Regions from separate parts of the Hordeum vulgare genome. Here region 1 is linked to region 2. The links are chromatin contacts, called in public Hi-C maps. All regions are on one chromosome and are shown on one strand. The core of a region is the stretch at or near the end of the contact, and the rest is flanking DNA. Distances in the headings are between cores, read along the strand shown. Region 1 holds the start of LOC123406353 (CASP-like protein 2C4). Region 2 holds the start of LOC123401611 (calmodulin-binding protein 60 B-like).

Region 1 (5,720 bases), core at 870-3,369, 160 kb after region 2:
GACGTTTTCCTACCAGACCTACATGCCATCTCCATTGCCAACCCCAGGCTTCGAAGGTGAGCCCAGCCGTCCATCGGGCAAAGCCGTTGTTGGGTGGCTCAAGATAAAGGCCGCTATGAGGTGGGGAATATTTGTCAGGAAGAAAGCTGCGGAGAGAAGGGCACAGATTGTTGAGCTGGATGATTAAGATCTTGGCGTGTGCTCACTGTTAGTTGAAATCTCAAATACCAGCTGCTGTTGCTGCGAACTAGTTCTTTGGCTCACATATTCGTCGTGATTGCCATTGAAGCTAGTTTTCTGTAAATCTACAGCGAGCAGCTCTGCTATCTTGTAAAAAAATGCCGACCCGCTTCCTTGTATAATTTCAACATAAATTCTTGTTTAGTGCCTTTTCCGTTTAGCTTAATTTGTGCAGAATATTGCTGTAGAAGACGATGTGAATTGATTTGAACAGTATTACGTTTTTGTGGCTGTTACTTGGTTGGGGGTCCATAACTACTGGAAGAACATGTTTGTAAGGCTCAGTAATTTTGTTGAAGTGGTGCATCGGCATTATGTTCTTGGCCTCTTTTATCAAGTGATCATACAGTGACCATTTGTTGCAGCCGGGCATGTCATTTATAAGAAGTTGAGCTGATGGGACGTGGAGGTCTTCCAGTCAAATGGAGGGCAAACTGAACCACACATTTTTTTTTCCTTTTCAATAGTCACTAATTTTCTCGAATGCCAGCTTACGGACGGAAGATACGGAGGTACGTGTCCACACCTAACCTAATTAGCCCCTCTCCCCTTTGATTTTTTTCTCCTAATCATCCTCAGTCCGATATCTTTTCTCCCTAAGATTTGTAGTAGATGCAGCGTCTTTTTTTTTTTATAAGATTTTAATCGTAGTTGATGTTTCAAGTTGCTGTGTATCGTATTCGAGGTGGTTGACGCTTGATGCAGTCTCGTTGACGCCCAAAGCTGCGAAGGCTACCCGTAACTGTAAGCAAACGCAGATGGCTACACCCCCTTTCACACCATGTTCACAATCTCTGTCAATGCAGCGTATACTCCCTTCGTAAAGAATATAATAGTGTTTAGAACGACATCCCAAGCAGGGCCTTAGGGAGGTAAAACGTGAGGATGCCACGCATATTCACACATTTCCTAATGGGTGAATTCCCATTTATGTTGCAAATTTCCTGTACAAAAAAGGATTGTGGATTGCTCTTCACTTCATTCAACTAATCTGGTTAATTCTAAAATCACATCAGTTTGGCCTACCTTGTTAGTTTTGAGATTATTTTCTCATGCTCATCGCTTTGAATGATTTTTTAGTTGCAGCTTTGAGTTTTTCGTTTGTCTTTCTTCAGCTCATTGTCTTAAACTCTGCTAATCGTGACCAGATCATGTCTCTAGATATGTGAGTGCACAATACAGAAGAGGAACAGGACAATTCCATACTGTTGGCGGCATCAATTGTAAAATTTACCATGAAGAATGCATCATGACGTGACAGAGAATAGAGTAGGGTGAGTTTTTTTTTGTTTTTGTTTTTGCAAAACGTAAGGAGGGTTTATTTGTATGCTAACAAGTCAAGTATGCAAACCAACCTATGATTGAATGGTTAGAAGGACAGTGGTATCCCTTGTCCACAAGAGTTTAAGTTTCATATTTAACATTCTTGTTGCCGTTTACCTGAATTTATTCCAAGCATTCTAGCAACATGCGTTCACTGAGAGGGAGTGAATTGTGAAAAACCATTACATTGAAGCGTGGTTCTGCAGAAAACACTTTTTTACGAAATCTTTGCAGATATCACTAATTTTTATCCTAATCATTTGCAAAAAACACCTAATCGCCTCTTCGCCCCTTTTAACCTCTATTATGACAAGGGGGCCCGTTTTTTGACGACCTGGCGTAACGGCCAGTAACTCACGCCGTCTCATGACGCTGTCCAGGAACACCCGGTTGAGCCGCTGCTTAAGATACACGTGATTAGAGCCATATTGAGAACCCCATATTGCCCAACTTAAGATACACGTGATTAGAGCCATTGTGTGGTGTATTATTGGTTGATGACATAGACACTAGCATACGATAATCAAGCACACAAATTGCTGGTCATCCTCTAAAAGCCATGGCATTTTATAAAGCTGCCCAAAGGTTCATAAGCATACGTGCAGTTACAGTGAAGCCCATGAAATTCAACGCAATTTGGTGAAAAATTTAAATCCCATACAAACATGGCGGCCTCAACGCTCACGTACTACTTTCGAGCCCCTTTGCACCACCGCAGCCAGCCCCCATCAAAATTGATGGGAGCCGATGGATGGATATCGGTGATATAAAGCACGCGCTCTGGCCCCCAACGCTTTCCGCGCGCGCTACCCCGCCAGAGCGTTCACGTCCGAAGGCTCCACAGAGCTCCCCAAAACGTCGGCCGGGAAGCGAGGCGGAGACCGATCGAGCGAGGCGGCCGGGCGACATGGGGGCGGTGGCGAGGCTGCAGGCGGTGGTGGCGTCGGGCAGGGCGGAGAGCCTCCTCCGGGGCGCGTGCGCGGTGGGGTCGGCGGCGTCCGCGCTGCTCCTCGGCCTGAGCGCACAGACCAAGACGGTGTTCTTCATCCGGAAGAAGGCCGTGCCCAAGGACGTCGAGGCCCTCTGGTACATGCTACGCGCCCACGCGCGCCCCATGTTCGGCCACGGATCGATGTAGTGCTACCAGGTTTCGCGACGATCCTGATCGAATTCTTGCTGTGTGAGTGTGACCAGGGTGCTGGTCGTGGCGGCGGCCGTGGCCGCGGGGTACCACGCCGCGCGGCTCCTCAAGCGGCTCTGCTCCGGCGGCCGCTTCGCCGGCGGCGAGGACCGGGGCTGCGCCAGGGCGGTCGCGTGGGCATGTTTCCTCCTCGACAAGGTAACCAACTACTACTACTAGCTGATTACTTTTCGGTGAATTGATTTGTAGCTTCAGTATAATCAGTTAGCTAGACTAGCGGGTCGTGGTGATCGTCGATCCAGGAAGGAAGGAAGGAGGAAACAGGCCGGCCGCGTGCGCGTGCTTGGCGCCCAACCGTTTCCCATTAATACGCTACGCATCGAATGGAATTATCGTGAGCCGGCTACAGGCTACAGGCTACAGGCTACAGCGACGGGCGTGTGCGTGTGCGTGGACACTCCGCCGTCGCTTTTACCCACGGCTAGGTAGCAGCAGGAGGACGGTAGTGGTGATGGGCCTTTCTGCCTGTCGTTTTTGATCGGGCAGGCCAAACTTTTAGCCAGTTAAGGCCTCGCTTCCTTCGACCTTCCCGTCCCCATTTCCTCTCTCGCCGGTCGCCGCCGGCGAGCGAGCAATCTCCCCCGTCTCCGGCGCCCGTCTCAGTCGCCGGTTTACCATCACCCTCTGCACGACAATGGGTTTTTACTCCTCTACCGAGAGGTGATCTGTTTTGGGTTCGTCTCGGGTTGTCGCTCCGCGCCATCTCCCACTTTTATTTTGCACTTCGCCACCAATGCCGCTGGAGAACTGCATCGTATGGTTAGGAAACCGAACCAGGACAGCTTTGCTTTGCAAGAACTCCTTGTCGCTTTAAGTTCATAGTTCTATCCTAGGGACATGTTATAGATATAATCCGGCACGTCATGTAGGCACTGAACGGCGGAGAAGATCAGAAGAGTGGTTGCTCACGTGATGTGCTCTCGCCAAATATAATTCCGTACCACAGTACATCGTTAATCGTTTGATGGTACGGTATGGAGAGGAAGGGTCATAACTCATGCGGTTGCAACCGTAACGGGGTCGTTTCTGAACCTTAACTCGCGACGCGTAACAAGAATCTTGATGGACTGATGGCCGCACTGCTAACGGCAACAGCAGAACACATTAAGAGCAACTTTAGCAGAGTCACCGGTTCGATCTGCATTTTTTTATTTAGAAAAGGAGGTTTACCCCGCCTATGCATGTGGACGATACATGCAGCCATTTTATTAATTATTTACAAAAACCTTATAAGTAGTACATTAGTTTGTCCGAAGACACCATCTTAGCAACAACTGTCGCTACTCCCAACCACTTGATGAAAGGATGTCGATAGCCCGAGCCTATAACCAAACAAACATTGTACCAAAGCCTAACATCTAAAGCCAGAGGCACCAACCGAGCCACATACTGGGTTTAGGGTACAAACCGGTTCAATACACTCTCATGTGTCGTCGCCGTCATCTTCCACCAATACATCTTCAGAGTAGAAACTAACACACCGACTTACCAGACCTCTCTGCCATCGACGCCACCATGACGTCACAAAGTGTCCTCCTGCGCGAGTCCATCTCCGCGCATCAGATGCCGAGTCTCCGCTACGCCATGCCGTCGAGATCCACCGCCATCAATGAGTAAGATGAAGCAGCGCTCCACCAAAGAAGCCGTCCACTGGTCTCTTGAGCCCGTGTACACCTCCAAGAAAGACGTCCCCAAGAGGAAAACAACATCTGGCCGCCGTCGTCATCCGATCTACTGATCTAGGGTTTCCCCCGGAGGTAGCGGATAGAGGTCTTGAGCTTCTCCACAATGATGCCCTTAAGAAGGTAACGACACAAAAGAGTGTCGCCATCCCCGGTCTTAGCAACAAGCCGAGAACGAGGTTTTCACCCGTATCCGCTCGACGAACCTCCGTCTCGCATCGTGCGCACACACCACCATCAATCTCCGCCACCGTAGAGCGAGCAAGCCACTCTGGCTAGATCAGATATGACCAGAGGGCCAACCATGCCCACAACTGACCAGCCCACCAAAGCCCTCCACGCCGCCGCCGATCCGAGGTACCGTAGCGCCATGGCTACATGCAGCAGCTCCACCACTAGTCATCTGCCGCCGCTCGCTGCCAGGAGCGAGCCACCGCCATGGAGGCTCGGATCTGGGGACGCACTTCGGCTCGCCTGGATGCCCCGCGCCACCCTCGCGCGCGAGAAGGAGAGGCTCCTCCGCCACCGCCTTCAGCCGCCAGGGCTTAGCCCGACGGTTTCCTCCAGCGACGACGGAGGGGAGGGGTGGAATGGGGAGTGACCGGCAGCTAAGGTTGGGGCCCCTTGGCCGCCCGCGCAGGGGCAGCGGAGGGGAGGGGAGATAGGAAGTTGCACTTAGCTTCTCATTGCAAATTCATTTGGTTCGATCTGCATAATAATCAACAATTCAACGATTTTGGCTGGAAAAAAAAACTCTAGCAGAATGGCCATTTTGTCTTCTGTCGCTATAATTTATGTAGCGCTCTCCATATACGATGAGCCTTCATATTTGAAGGCTGGAGGCACTTAAGTTATATAGCACAACCTTCATCCACCAACCACTCACGTCGTTGGAAAGTTTCAGCCTCCTCCTCATCCACCATCTCTTCACCCTATCAATGACACATGTCGTAGAAGAGGCCATGGCATGAGGAAGCGTGTCAATTAGTAGTTGTTAGCCGTATGTCAACTGCTAGTGGTCATTAAGGACATGTTTTTGTCTTATTTACCCACTGCTCGTCACATTTTTTGCATGACCCATCGCGCTCTCTATAAAAAGACCGCCACGAGTATGGTGGATCTTGGTGGTGGTTGGGACATCGTGAATCTCTCAAGAAGATCGACATCGAATACCAGGAACATGACGTCGTGCAAGCGTGTTAAGTGACAGCCGTCGGCAGTCATGGAGTTTTGTATCCCCCGGTCACTAGGACTGGCTAGAGACACAGGTGTCT
Region 2 (5,130 bases), core at 1,125-3,624:
AGGGGGCAGTGCTGATGGTGTTGGTCCCAAATGGGCTGCCTGCGGGGCCACCGCGAGGAAACTCGAGGTTTGGTTTTACTCGTAGCTAGTCCCATCCGGTCGTGTCCTGAGAACGAGATACGTGGCTCCTATCGGGTTTGTCGACACGTCGGACGGCCTTGCTGGATTTGTTTTACCTTGATCGAGCGTCTTGTGCGAGGGATTCCGAGGATGCTTTGGGTTATCTCGAGGTTAAGGTTTTACAATAGGAATCCGAGGAGATCACGGGTTTCCTTGATCGAGGTCATTTCGTCGCAGTGTGTGGTAGTTTGTGATGGACTAGTTGGAGCACCCCTGCAAGGTTAAATCTTTCGGAAAGCCATGCCCGCGGTTATGTGGCAACGTGGAAACTTTGTTTAACATCCGGTTCTAGATAACTTGAAGTAAGCTTAATTAAAAAACTTGCCAACTGAGTGCGTAACCGTGACTGTCTCTTTCGTGAGCTCCTTCTCCGATTGAGGACACGGTGGGGTTATGTTTGACGTAAGTAGGTGTTCAGGATCATTCATTTGATCATCAGTAGTTCACGTCCGTTGTGCGTAGATCACCCCCTCTTATTCTTGTACTCATAAAGTTAGCCACCTCAAGTAAATGGTTAGTCGCTTGCTGTCGCCTCACCACTTAACCATACCTCATCCATTAAGCTCTGCTAGTCTTGGTACCTTTGGAAATGAGATTGTTGAGCCTCCCTTGGCTCACAGATTACTACAACACCAGTTACGGGTACATGTAAAGGATACTAATATGTGAGCGCGATGATTGTTCATTTGGAGTTTCTTCTTCTTCTTCGTCGTCGATCTAGGATGGTTTCCAGGCCGGCAGCCTGGGATAGCAAGGATGTACGTCGTTCTTTTATCGTTTGCTTTCGTCGGTAGATGAACCTTGCTCTTCTTCATGATGATTGTATGTATTGTATTGATGTGACTCTGTTGTAGCTTGTGGCGAGTGTAAGCCAACTCCTTATACTCATTTTTTCAGTACATGTACTTGTAACGATATCCATTCTTGCGAAACGACGAGATGCATTTCTATCCCTGTCGAGGCCCTCGCGCCAAAATAAGGATAGGACCGCATCTTGAACGTTACACGTCCGCATCACTTCAATGTGTTGCGGGCGGTCGTTTGGAAACAACTGGCTACGACAGAGTTCGGTTGGTCTCTAGCGGCTCGAGCGTCGAGTGAACGCTGGAGCCGCTCGAGGCGCTCGCGCTCGGCCAAGTTGGCCAATCGTGCGTTCTCCAGCGCGATCTCCTCCAGGCTATTTTCGGTGATGGGGGTGCGAAGGACTCGATGAGCAGCTGCGAAATATGGTGGTGGCTGTCGTCGTGGCAACGCTCCCTGCCGTCACGCTCGAGAGAGTTATCAGAAGCGTGGTCATGGTTGTTTCCCCTGTTGGTGTCGGTCATTAGAATCTCAGCTGCACCCCTGCTGCTGTCGCAGTCGGAGTCGCCGAGTGACTCCTCGCTCGACGAAGGGAAGAGGCTGACGGTGGGCTCATCAGAACTGAGCATGGCAACCTGTCCGGAGATGGCCTGGTTGGCCATAGCATGCTTGATCCATCGCTGCATCTGCGAGTGCCCAGAGCGCTTGTGACCGACGGCAGCGGGTCGTGGTGATGCCGAGTGATGTGGCGCCGATGGCTGCCGAATCAGGACTACGTGCGCTACCGCGCTGAAGTGCGACGAACCTCGCGCGGGGAGGGCGTCGGTGTCCAGTGATACATCCTGCAGCCACGCTAAATCGTCGACGATGAAGCTAAGGAAACCGAAGAGGATCTCTCCGTCGAGTGTCATCATGATGGCGAAAATGTGGAAAATCTCCAACTGCGCTGAATTTGCTAGAAGCGCAGCCCCACGATGGGCGTCAACTTTCGTGGGAATGATCCTGACAATAGTATCAGGAGTACAAACTAAGGGGCGAAGTCTAGCTAGACGCAGTGGATGAACTCGGATTTACGAGTTCAACCCCACTCGGAGGTGGTAATAGCTCTACGTCTCGAACCGAAAGGCTGATGTTTGCTTATAGGGTGTAAAAGATTACAAGTGATGAACCTTGAGCCGGTATCCGAAAGTGGCTTATATAGTGTTGTCATGACCGTCCGAGCACCGTTACAAGGCAATAAATGATAATAAAGAGAAAGTTACAGGTAACAAAAGCCTTAATCCCTGATGTTACCGGTAACGCGGGCTTTCATGGACCTTCATACGTGTGTTTAAATCCTTGACCGTTGCAGCCCCTTCGTCCTCCCTGACTTGCTGTGGACCGAGCGCGGAAAGGGTCCGATTGTTGCAAAGTAGACCGAGTAATTTCACGTGATCGAGTGAAAGCACAATGACCGAACGAGCTTGAGACTATTAGCATGGCTTGTCACTGTCCTTACGGATAGTTTGGTGGCCTTATGGAAACGGGTCATCCAGCGCCCGGCCAGGCGACCGCGGCCGATCAATCTCCTCCGGTGCGCGGAACCGGTCAAGGCGGCGGCGGCGCTCGCGCGAAATCTGGAGGCAGGCCTCGCTCTATTCGGTGCGGGCGCCGGCTAGGGTTCGCCCCCGGCGATGAACGAGAAGCGCGGGCTGGAGGCCGCCGCCGCCGCCGGCGACGGCCGCCCCGAGGCTAAGCGGTCGCGCCCCCCGGCTCTTGCCAGGTCAGGAATTCGTCGAGTTTTGGTACCCCTTTTAAGTGCGTGCGTGATGTGATTTTTGTGTGTCCGTGCCGATTCAGCCGCGCGAGTTCTAGCCAGTGTAGCTGCTTGGGTTCGTATGGTGGCAAAGGCTTTCGTGATTTAGCGCCGGCTTACGTATTTATAACTGGGATTTGGGAATTCATCTTCAGATTTATTGCTCGTGATTTGGTGCCGTCTAGCTGAAAATCTGAAGATGTGTTTTTTTTTTCATTGACAAAGGGTCGTCAGGTTGTTATTAGCGGGGTGATGATTAGTCTCCTAGTTGCTGCGTCTAACCGTAGCTTTGGAACTTCAGTTATGGTTTTGATGACCATGGGCGTTTTGAAGTTGCTTAGTATTAGAAACAGTTTGAGCTGGAACTGGTGTGACCTGCTGGGAAATGAGTGAATTATTGGTAACTTGTTGGTTAACTGTTGAGAGAAAGGAGAAGATCCGTTATAAGTAGTTTCAGGAGCACACTCGTGACCACGTTATAAGCATCAAGGACGTACACTCAAGGACGCCTATGCTTACCACTGAAAACAATTTAAGAAAAACGGTACACATCATCCATCACATATTAGGACAAAATCAAATGCCAGGCTTGTTCTGTAGCTTTAACTCCAGGCTTGTCATCCACTCTATTCTGTTGTTAGTATAATATTTTAACCTCATGCACATAAGTTAAGCAAATACATAAGATTACCACTATGGCCATGTTAAAATTATCTCATTGAACTTGTTCATCTACAAAATACCCCAACTGTCCAACTGACAAGAATCTCCCTAGTTAATGGCAAGAACCATCTCTAAAGCGCTATCTTCTGGGTGTTATGTTTATAGGCAAGTAACACATGATGGTATTGCCAGTAACTTGATGTTTGTGGTGTGCAATGTAATTTGGCTTCACGCATGATGCTATATCCTTGCAAAGTATGTAAACTTTGAGGTCTAAAAGGTGAAATGTTCTTCTTTGGGAGCCACGTTGATACTAATTATCTGCTACTGATTGGAATATAATGCAGGTCTTCTCCAAAGCGAATTGAAGGTCCTGGTGGAAAAAATCTGCAACTCCAATTCAGGACAAGATTGTCCCTTCCCCTTTTTACCGGGGGAAAAGTTGAAGGGGAGCAGGGGGCTTCAATTCATGTGGTTTTGCTTGATACCGGCAATGGCTGTGTTGTATCATCTGGGCCAGAGTCGTCTGCCAAGCTTGGTATTGTCGTTCTAGAAGGCGATTTCAACAATGAAGATGAGGAAGGCTGGACAGAGGAGGAATTTGACAGTCATGTAGTGAAGGAGCGTGAGGGGAAACGACCTATTATAACTGGCGATATACAAGTCACACTGAAAGACGGTGTTGGCACAATTGGGGAGTTCACGTTCACAGATAACTCTAGCTGGATAAGGAGTAGGAAATTCAGACTTGGTTTGAAAATTGCCTCAGGGTTTTGTCAGGGTGTTCGCATCCGTGAGGCAAAAACTGAAGCTTTCATGGTTAAGGACCATAGAGGAGAATGTAAGTTTTCTGTAATGGTAATCATGTGCTTCCGCTTGAGATATGTCTGAACAATTTGAATTTCACTTCTTTAGTGTTCAAGAAGCATTATCCACCTGCATTGAAGGATGAGGTCTGGAGGTTAGAGAAAATAGGAAAAGATGGGTCGTTCCATAAGAGACTGAATAAATCTGGAATTTTAACTGTTGAAGATTTTCTCAGGCTTGTGGTTCGGGATCCACAGAAGTTGCGTACTGTAAGTTCGTTTCTTTCCACGGCCTTTGATCTTTTGCTGTTGTAGTTCTAATTTGTATACTGTTCTGTTGTTTTAGATCCTCGGAAGTGCCATGTCCAACAAGATGTGGGATTCTCTTGTTGAACATGCAAAAACCTGCGTCTTAAGTGGAAAATATTACATATACTATTCTGATGAGCACAGAACTGCTGGTGCTATTTTCAACGACCTCTATGCATTCTGTGGGTTGATTTCTGGCGAGCAATTCTATTCATCTGAAAGTCTCGATGATGGCCAAAAGGTTTGTGCTATGGGCATATATTTGGGGGCATTTGATATCTAGTGTTATGTTTTATTGAATTTAAAGGTTGTTTCCATTCATTTTAACATGCACCCATCCTAGATAATGAAACTAAATTTGTATTGTTTTGGAGTTTTGAAATTGGTATGCTCTCTGTTCCTGATTCTAGGGTGCTTTAGTTTGGGCGTCAATATTAAGGAGTGTGGGCATGGACATGATTAGTTGAGAGTTGGTCGATTTTGCTCTCACTCTTGTCTTAGAAGTTCATCTCATGCAGAGTCTGCATATCTTGCTTGCCCTGATCTCTGCTCACCAATAGTCTGCCTACTATTGAACATGCTACATGGAAGGAGATGTTCCAGAGATTTTGTTTCCGGTATATGGTCGGGTCGTTT

The links. A called contact is a pair of places that touch in the nucleus more often than the background predicts.
Region 1: a contact with region 2 is called in a Hi-C map of leaf, with 6 times the contacts expected there. The contact joins the promoter of LOC123406353 here to the promoter of LOC123401611 in region 2. A contact is called at or near these places in 3 of 6 Hi-C or Micro-C datasets (leaf and seedling).

Annotation. Positions count from the first base shown.
Region 1 is chr6H:122,708,684-122,714,403 of MorexV3_pseudomolecules_assembly, forward strand. It overlaps LOC123406353 (CASP-like protein 2C4), which reads left to right and starts at 2,120. Exons shown (of 3, transcript XM_045099859.1): 1 at 2,120-2,649; 2 at 2,758-2,902. The coding sequence starts at 2,315. LOC123406352 (calmodulin-binding protein 60 B-like) reads left to right here. Exons shown (of 8, transcript XM_045099858.1): 8 at 1-476. The coding sequence ends at 187.
Region 2 is chr6H:122,551,801-122,556,930 of MorexV3_pseudomolecules_assembly, forward strand. It overlaps LOC123401611 (calmodulin-binding protein 60 B-like), which reads left to right and starts at 2,375. Exons shown (of 7, transcript XM_045095445.1): 1 at 2,375-2,683; 2 at 3,727-4,220; 3 at 4,295-4,455; 4 at 4,532-4,735. The coding sequence starts at 2,595.